Linked DNA regions of Macaca mulatta: region 2 is linked to region 1. The links are chromatin contacts, called in public Hi-C maps. All regions are on one chromosome and are shown on one strand. The core of a region is the stretch at or near the end of the contact, and the rest is flanking DNA. Distances in the headings are between cores, read along the strand shown.

Evidence for each region. Hi-C and Micro-C count contacts between places; a contact is called where the count stands out from the background.
Region 2: a contact with region 1 is called in a Hi-C map of fetal cortex germinal zone, with 3 times the contacts expected there. The contact joins the promoter of LOC114674074 here to the promoter of LOC722722 in region 1. A contact is called at or near these places in 2 of 14 Hi-C or Micro-C datasets (fetal cortex germinal zone and liver).

What each region holds. Positions count from the first base shown.
Region 1 is chr19:65,438,251-65,442,898 of T2T-MMU8v2.0, reverse strand. LOC722722 reads right to left here and starts at 2,749. Exons shown (of 6, transcript XR_013410217.1): 1 at 2,587-2,749.
Region 2 is chr19:65,545,030-65,549,677 of T2T-MMU8v2.0, reverse strand. LOC114674074 reads right to left here and starts at 2,768. Exons shown (of 5, transcript XR_013410167.1): 1 at 2,725-2,768. It overlaps LOC144337324 (a long non-coding RNA gene), which reads left to right and starts at 3,478. Exons shown (of 3, transcript XR_013410298.1): 1 at 3,478-4,148.

The DNA.
Region 1 (4,648 bases), core at 1,500-3,999:
GAATCTTTTGTTCTCATATGTGGTCTTTGACCCCGCATCCTTGCACAAAGCCCCTAAATCCCTTGGAATTTCCTGCATGATAGGAGTGGTTTTTGTTCTAATGAGGCAAGTCTTGGTGGGCTCCTGGACACAGCTAGTTGCCAGAAAGACTAAGCCATGATTAGAAACTTGGAAATTTCAGCTCCATCATTCATTTCCTAGAGTGGAACAGGCTGAAGATTGAGTTAATAATCTCTCATGCCTACAGGATGAAGCCTCAATAAAAATTCCCGATCTATAGAGTCTGGAGAGCTTTCTGGTTGACAAACACATCTGAATGCCAGGAGGGTGGTACACCCAAATCCACAAGACAGAAGCTCCTGTGCTCAGAACATTCTCAGCCCTCACCATACATATCTCTTCATCTGGCTGCTCATGGCTATCATTTATGATATCCTTTATTCATACATCAAATCCTCACTTGATCTTATCAATAGATTCTTGGAAACAGGAACTTTAAGTGAAACGGCAACTTTTTTCCTCATCAACATAAAAAATGGCATTGAATGGCCGGGCGCAGTGGCTCACGCTGTAATCCCAGCACTTTGGGAGGCCAAGGTGGGCGGATCAAGAGGTCAGGAGATTGAGACCAACCTGGCCAATATGGTGAAACCCCATCTGTACTAAAAATACAAAAATTAGCTGGGCATGGCAGCACGTGTCTGTAATGCCAGCTACTTGGGAGGCTGAGGCAGGAGAATCACTTGAACCCGAGAGGTGGAGGTTGCAATGAGTGGAGACCGAGACACTGCACTCCAGCCTGGCGACAGAGCTAGACTCCATCTCAAAATAATAATAATAGGCCGGGCGCAGTGGCTCAAGCCTGTAATCCCAGCACTTTGGGAGGCCGAGGCGGGCGGATCACGAGGTCAGGAGATCGAGACCATCCTGGCTAACACAGTGAAACCCTGTCTCTACTAAAAAAAAAAAATACAAAAAACTAGCCGGGCGAGGTGGCGGGCACCTGTAGTCCCAGCTACTCAGGAGGCTGAGGCAGGAGAATGGCATAAACCCGGGAGGTGGAGCTTGCAGTGAGCCGAGATCATGCCACTGCACTCCAGCCTGGGCAACAGAGCGAGACTCCGTCTCAAAAATAATAATAATAATAATAATGACATTGAACAAAACAACGTTATTTGAGGACCTGCTGTATATCATTTCATTCATGACTCAATTTCCAAGAACCTATAGAAAACATTAAGCGAGGACTGACTGCAAAAAAAATCAGTAAACATAAGTAAGTGCTTCCAGCAGTTCTGTGAGCTGTCCTCACAAATTAATCAAAACCAAAGAGGGAGTCATGGGAGCCCCAAAATATAGGTCAGTTTTAAGGACAGGTGACAATCTATTACTTTTGACTGATGTCTGAAGTGGCAGCAGGGTGGGGCGGGGGGGGGGGGGCTGGTCTTGTGGGACTAAGACCTTAACCTGTTGGATCTGACTCTAACTCCAGGTGCACAGTGTCAGAATTGAATTGAATTATAGGACACGCAGCTGGTGTCCACTGGAGAATTGCCTAGTGTGTGGGAAAAAAACTCCCACACATTTGCTGTCAGAAGTGTTCCATGTTGGCTGGGCGCAGTGGCTCATGCCTGTAATCCCAGCTACTCAGAGGATGAGACAGGAGAATCGCTTGAACTTGGGAGGTGGAGGTTGCGGTGAGCCGAGGTCGCACCACTGCACTCCAGCCTGGGTAATAGAGGGGGAGACTCGTTCTCAAAAAATAAAAAAAAGAATACTGGGTGTCACAGGACAGGCCAAGGTCACCTCCTCCACCATGGGTGTCACAGAACAAGCCCAGCTCACCTTCCCACCACGGGAGGTGACTGCCTAAAGGGGCGTGGGAGCTGAAGGCCCTCCCTGAGAAAGATTTCAGACGAGAAAGACAGATGGCACCTTAGGACAGGGGTGGGGTCTGCAGAATCCCAGAACCAAGGTTAAGGAACCGGCCCCTCCGGACTGAGGCTGCAGCGCTGCGCACCAAGGGCCAACAAGGGCGAGTCTTGGAGAACCGGATAGACCTGAACCCACCTTGCAGGTGAAGGCTCTAAAAAGTGCCCCCGGCTGGGCGCGGTGGCTCACGCCTGTAATCCCAGCACTTTGGGAGGCCGAGGCGGGCGGATCACGAGGTCAGGAGATCAAGACCATCCTGGCTAACACGGTGAAACCCCCTCTCTACTTAAAAAAAAAAAAAAAAAAAAAAATCAGCTGGGCGTGGTGGCGGGCGCCTGCAGTACCAGCTACTTGGGAGGCAGAATGGCGTGAACCTGGGAGGCGGAGCTTGCAGTGAGCCGAGATCTCGCCACTGCGCTCCAGTCTGGGCGACACAGCGAGACTCCGTCTCAGAAAAAAAAAAAAAGAAAAAAAAAAGCGCCCTCCTGCGTGGCGGGAAGAAAAATCGGTAAAGGATTTTAGGTAGCAAAAGACGCGAAAGGCCATGTTTACCTAGCGCAAGGCAGAAAGACCAGATTCAGGAAGTAGCCTTAGAGGGACTTTAACCCAAAGGGAAAGCGATCCCCGCACTCTCGCAGCAACGTCAGAATTTACCTGGGGTGGAGGGCGCGGTGCGGGCATTTTAAGATCTGTAGGGATCCTCTCCAGACCCGGCGGATGGAAGAAGGGGGACTGCGAAGCGCAGATTTAATCTGGAGAGAGTGAAACTCACGCTCTGCGGCGCAGCCTTCACTCCCCGCGATCCGCTTCCGGGTTTGCAGAAAACCGCGCGCAGCTGAGACCTGGCGGCTTGGGGGCGGGGAAGGGGCGGGGTCTGGCCAGAAAGAGTAGGGCAGGGGGCGGGGCCGGAGAGGACTGAGGGGTCCTAGGGGCGGGGCCTAGGAGGGGCGCGACCGGCACAGGGAGGGGCCGGGGAGAAAACGCGCAGGGTGGGGCGGGGTCTGGACAGGCAGGGGGCGGGGCCGGGAGGGACCAAAGGAGGGCGGGTGGGAACCTGCGTTCCCAGAGCGTCCCTATCTTCTGGGTTTGGGAACGCTTAAGTCTATTTCGTGTCCTGCGGAGCAGTTTTGCTTTCTGCTTATTTTAAGTTAATGTTTCAATTTTAAGGTAAACCGTTAGAATTATGTGGGCCATCGCTATTGGAAACAAGATATTTTCGTAAGTTGCAAACTTAAATTGCTCTACTATTTTTAAAAAGTTACTGCTTTTTCTAAAGCAAGAGTTAATGTCACCGGTATTAGCCCTCCTCGCTCCACACCCCAGGTGTTTACCATATGAAAATCTCTGCAACTGTGCACAGGGCTGACTCTCTCCCTTCATTGTGAATGGGTGTAGAATATGGAGGGGATTGTGTTAAGTTCTGTTGCGAGGTGACTTGAAATTACTTACACATTCTGCCCAGGCAGAGTTTTGCATTTCACATTCTAGTTTGCATACACTTCACAGACATTTTCAGGGCTTTTTAGTTAAGCTTAAATTAATCCACATTGCAGAAACTTTCGGGCATTCAATCTACCCCAGACTGACACCCCCAGAGATGCCAGATCCCCACACCCAGAGTTGCTTCAGTCTCACTAGTAGCTCTTCTGTCCTACCTGCTGGCAGAAATAACCATTTCATCATAAACCATTTCAACTTCTGTCCCATTCGCTGGCAAACATACCTTTTAACGTACTTTAACGTATTAACGTATTAACCATTTCAACTTTCCTTTGCCCAAGATTCCTATTCCCATGGTCAGGTTGGGATCTACCCTCAGTAATAACTACGGTGGCCCAGGGGATTGCAATCTGTGTGCAGCATTGAGCACCAAGGCTCTGTGTTCAGTGTTTCTGATTACATTTTTCAGCTCTAAAATTTCTGTTTCTCCTTTATAGCTTTTGTCTCTTTATTGGTAGTCTATTTTGCTCATATCTTGTTTTCCTGATTTCCTGTGGATGTCTATGTATGTTCTCTTAATTCATTGACCATCTCGTGACTCTTATTTTCAATTCTTTGTCTGATAATTCACACATCTTCATCTCTTTAGTGTCAGTTTGTGGTGGTTTCATTTGTTCCTTTGTGTGGATCATGTTTCCTTATCTTCTTGAATGTCTTGTTATCTTGGCACCTCAGCATTTCACTAATCAGCCACTCCTACTTTTTTATTTCTGGCTTCCTTCAGGGAAGACATTCTCTATTCAGCCTGACTAGAGATTCTGGAGACCTCTGAAGCCTTTTCTGGGAATGTGGCGTCTCTGGGCTTTTGCTTATAGTTACCTGAGAATTTTTGCCAGTTTTTCTTCAGGAACGCTCCTGTTCACAGCCTGCAATTCTGCAGTCCCTGTGTTTTCATGGTAAGCTGTGGTCTGGTTCTCCACCTAGTGTCTGCGTGCGTTACTGCAGACTCTGGTTTATGTTGATTGCCTTTGTTCTCAGTGATTTCCCTGACCTGGCATCCTGTCATTTTCAGTGTTTATGTTCAACCAAGACAGAAACTTGTCCCTCAGGCAGTGCCCTGAAAAGTCAGGATATTAGATGGACCTTTCCATACTTTCTCTACCCTTTGAGAAATCAAGAGTCGGTGGTTTCATCACAGTGATACCCCGTGATGCCAGGGTAGGACCTCTATCAGTGTCTCCAATTTTCCTACTGGGCATTTATTAAGAGTTCCAGG
Region 2 (4,648 bases), core at 1,519-4,018, 110 kb before region 1:
AAGCACTTTCGATGTCCCTTTTGCTTTCATTTTTTGTTGTTGTTGTTTCTTTGTTTTTCTGAGATGAAGACTCGCTCTGCCCCCCAGACTGCAGGGCAGTGGTATCGTTTCAATTCACTGTAACCTCTACCTCCCAAGTCTGATTCTCATGCCTCAGCCTCCTGAGCAGCTGGAACTACAGGTGCACACCACCACGTCTGGCTTACTTTTTTAGTATTTTTACTAGAGACGGGGTTTCACCATGTTGGCCAGAATGGTCGTGAACTACTGACCTTCGGTGATTGGCTCCCACAGTGCTGTGATTATAAGCATGAGCCACCACGCCCAGCTTTGATGGCCCTTTTTTTTTTTTTTTTTTTGAGATGGAGTCTCACTCTCACCCAGGATGGAGTACAGTGGCACAATCTTGGCTCACTGCAACCTCCGCCTCCCAGGTTCAAGTGATTCTCCTGCCTCAGCCTCCTAAGTAGCTGGAATTACAGGCACGTGCCACCACACCCAACTAATTTTTAAATTTTTAGGAGCAAAGGGATTTCACCGTGTTGGTCAGGCTGGTCTCAAACTCCTGACCTTGTGATCCTTGTGATCCACCCGCCTCGGCCTCCCAAAGTGCTGGGATTACAGGCATGAGCCACTGCTCTTTTAAAAAGTACTATGGGCTAGGCGTGGTGGCTCATGCCTGCAATCCCAGCATTTGAGGGGCCAAGGTGGGTGGATCATCTGAGGTTGGGAGTTTGAGACCAGCATGACCAATATGAAGAAATCCTGTCTCTACTAAAAACACAAAATTTGCTGGACGTGGTGGCTCATACCTGTAATCCCAGCTACTCGGGAGGCTGAGGCAGGAGAATCGTCTGAACCTGGGAAGTGGAAATTGCGGTGAGCTCAGATTGTGCCATTGCACTCCATCCTGGACAAGAGTGAGATTCCGTCTCAAACAAACAAACAACGACTCCGTAGGCCAGGCACGGTGGCTCCTCTCTGTAATCCCACCTGTAATCCCAGTAATTTGGGAGGCCAAGGCCAGATGATCCTTTGAGGCCAGAATTGAGACCAGCCTGGGAAACATAGTGAAATCCCGTTTCTGCCAAAAACAAAAAAAACAAAAACAAAAAAAACAAAACCTAGCCGGGTTTGGTGGCTCATGCCTGTGGTCCCAGCTACTCAGGAGGCTGAGGCAGGAGGATTGCTTGAGTCTAGGAGGTCGAGGCTGCAGTTAGAAGAGATCACACCACTGCACTCCAGCCTGGGGGACAGAGCCAGACTCTGTCTCAAAATATATATTAATTAAATTAAAACTATTACATAATAACAGAAAGTGATTCTCCCATTTCACTGCCCGTACCCCACCATGGGAAAAGGGAAGAGAGTGTCTCACAATTGAATTAAGTTACTACACTCTGGCTGAATAGGGATTCCAAGTGGAAGCTGACCTCTGATGCCAAGATTTATAGAATGTACATGCCTTAGAGATAGGAATTTTAAAATTCTCAATATCATCTGTATAATTTAAACAAGTTTTAAGTTATTAGATTATATACAGAGAAGTCAACCTGTCACAACTAATCATATCCAATGAACTCACCCATTCATCTGAACCCAAAGTCCCCCACCCCTTTTAATCTTTTGAGACAGGGTCCCGCTCTGTTGACCAGGCTGCAGTGCAGTGGCATGATCTCAGTTCACTGAAGCCTGGACCTCCTGGGCTCAAGTAATCCTCCTGCCTCAGCCTCCAGAGTAGCTGGGATTACAGGTGTGCACCATCACGCCCGGTTAATTTTTTTTTTCTTTTGGCAGAGATGGGGTTCTCACTATGTTGGCCAGGCTGGCCTCGAACTCCTGTACTCAAGCAATCCCCTTGCCTCAGTCTCCTAAACTGCTGGGATTACAGGCATGAGCCACTGCGCCCAGGTCCTCTGTCTTCATTACTGTGCTTCCCTCCCTAACTCTGTACATATCTCTCATTCTCCCCTTCTCGCTCTAGCTCTTGTTTTCTTTTCTTTTTCCCTGGGATCTGCTCCTCCTGCTTTCTTTTTTCTTTTCTTTTTTTTCATTTTTGCTCTCTTCACAAATCCCTCAGCCATCCTCTACTTTGCCATCTGTTATGGTCTTTCTCATTCTTGTTCTCTCTGTCTCAGGTTTTCTACTGCTCTCTCTCAGTCTCCTGATCCCTTTGGCCCACACAATCACAGGGGGCTCTGCAGTAAGACGCCTGCATCCCGGAGAAGCGCATTTTCCAGTGGCTGGGCAGGCAAGAACACCCGGTGTCATAGGACAGCCCCGGGCACCTCCCCTACGGGCTCAGGGTAAGCGGTGACTGCGGTGGGGAGACCTGGGGAGCATAAGGGCCCGGAACGAGGAGGGAGGTGGGGGGCGACGGCGCCTTAAGACAAGGCTGGGAGGCGCCAAGAGCGGGAATCCGCCTTGCCGTCAGGACTTGAAAAAGTGCGGGTCGGGAGGAGTCAGAAAAAGGTTTTGAGCAGGAAAACTACGCGATGGGAAGTGTATACACTGCCCTGTAAGAGAAAGACCCGCGAAGGGACCATCCTCAGGGCGACTTTAAACCCAAAAGGAAGCAACGCCTGGACTCTCACGGGGACGTCTAAATTTGCTGTGGGTGAATGAAGACGGGTGACAATTTCCAGGTCTATGGGGACCCCAGGGCCCAGGTACAGAAGCGCCGGGGACCTACGACACGCAGACTTAACACAGAGCAAAACTCACCGCTGCGGTGGGACCGTCACTCCACGCGATCCGCTTCCGGGTTTGCGTAAATCTGCGCAGGCAGGACAGAAGCCAGGCCTGGGCGGGACCCACGAGGAGGTGGGCGGGCCTGGGCGAGGTAGGGGCGGGGCGCGAGGCGGAGAGACCTTGCCCTTCAGAATTAGCAGAGGGCGGGACCCGGGCGGGACCTGTGCGCCTCTCATCCTAGCTCCCAGCGCCTCTGGTTTTCGAGCTTTGGAGGCGGGACCTGCCAGGAAGGCTGAGGCGTGATTCAAAAGCCCTGTAATTGTCTGAAACGGGGATGCAAACTAGAACGTGAAATGCAAAGCCCTGCCTGGGTGCAGCGTAACGATTTCAGGCTGACGGCCCAAATAATAGAATAGAAATCCTCTCCCTTTCTATTCTCCGTTCACTGGGAAGGGAGAGTCCACCCTATGCTCAGCTTCAGAGACTTTCCTAGGGCCACCGCCTAGGATGCGGGACCGAGTGCTCAGGCCAGGAAGGAGTGAGGTCACCACCTGCTGCTTAAACCCAGCAGAGATGCGGGCACAGGGCCGAAAGCCTGAGGTTCCAGCTACTCAGAGAGGAGCGGCGGGAGGATCGCTGAACCTGGGGCTCCAAGTTAGCCTGGGCGACAAAGTAACACCTCCTCCTGCAGCGCTCCCTTCCTCGTCTCTCTCTCTCTCTCTTTTAAATTTCTTTAAATAAAATTTTTGATTGTGTGAGATAGGGATCCAATATTATTCTTTTTCATGTGAATATCCAGTGAGTTGTCCTAGCACATTTGTGGAAGAGATCTATTACTTTCATTCTTATATTTACATTTTTCTTTTCTTTTCTTTTTTGAGACAGAGTATTTATCTGTCACCCAGGCTGGAGTGCAGTGGCGAGATCTCGGCTCACTGCAACCTTCACCCCGTGGGTTAAAGTAGTTCTCTTGCCTCCGCCTCCCAACTAGCTGGGATTACAGACGGGCGCCACCAAGCCTGGCTAATTGTTTTGTATTTTTAGTAGAGACGGGGTTTCATCACGTTGGCCAGGCTGGATTCGAACTCCTGACGTCAAGTGATCCAGCCGCCTCCTCCTCCCAAACTGTTGGGATTACAAGTGTTAGCCACCGCGTCTGGTCAGGAAAACTCTTAGAAGTTGCATCTGCATACCACTGGACTCAGGTTGCATGACCACATTCCTTTCAAAGCTCAGTATTTAAAGGTCCATACTTTTACATTGGAATTATTTGATGTTTGAAATATTTAACTTCCTACCGAGATACAGGTACTGTCTCCCTTGTTGCTTGCCTTTCAAAGAGAGACCCCAAGTCCTTCAGAAATACATCCCTGGGTTATTAAGCTGAAAAAAGGATTACGTTGTTTCTAAAAAATACCACTTCAAGCCAGGCGCGGTGGCTCACACCTGTAATCCCAGTGGTTTAAGAGGCGGAGGCGGGCGGATCGCCTGAGGTCGGGAGTTCGAGACCAGTCTGACCAAAATGGAGAAACCCCATATCTAGTATAAATACAAGGTTAGCCGGGCATGCTGGTGCATGCCTGTAATCCCAGCTACTCAAGTGGCTGAGGCAGGAGAATCGCTTGAACCCGGGAGACAGAAGTTGCGGTGAGCGGAGATCGCGCCATTGCACTCCAGCGTGGGCAACAAGAGCAAAACTCTGTCCAAAGAAAAGCCTCAGGAGACAGAGAAAATGCATTTACAAATTTTCTAAATAAATGTCCTAGGAAAAGAGACGAAAAAAAAATCTTTTTTTATTTTCAAAGGAGGAATTATACCTCTCATTTATTTGCTTGTTTGTTTGAGACAGGGTCTCGCTCTGTCACCGAGGCTGGAGTGTGGTGGCGAGATTAGAGCTCACTGCAACCATAAAATCCCTGGCTCAAGTGATCCGACCTCAGTGCCCCGAGCAGGTGGG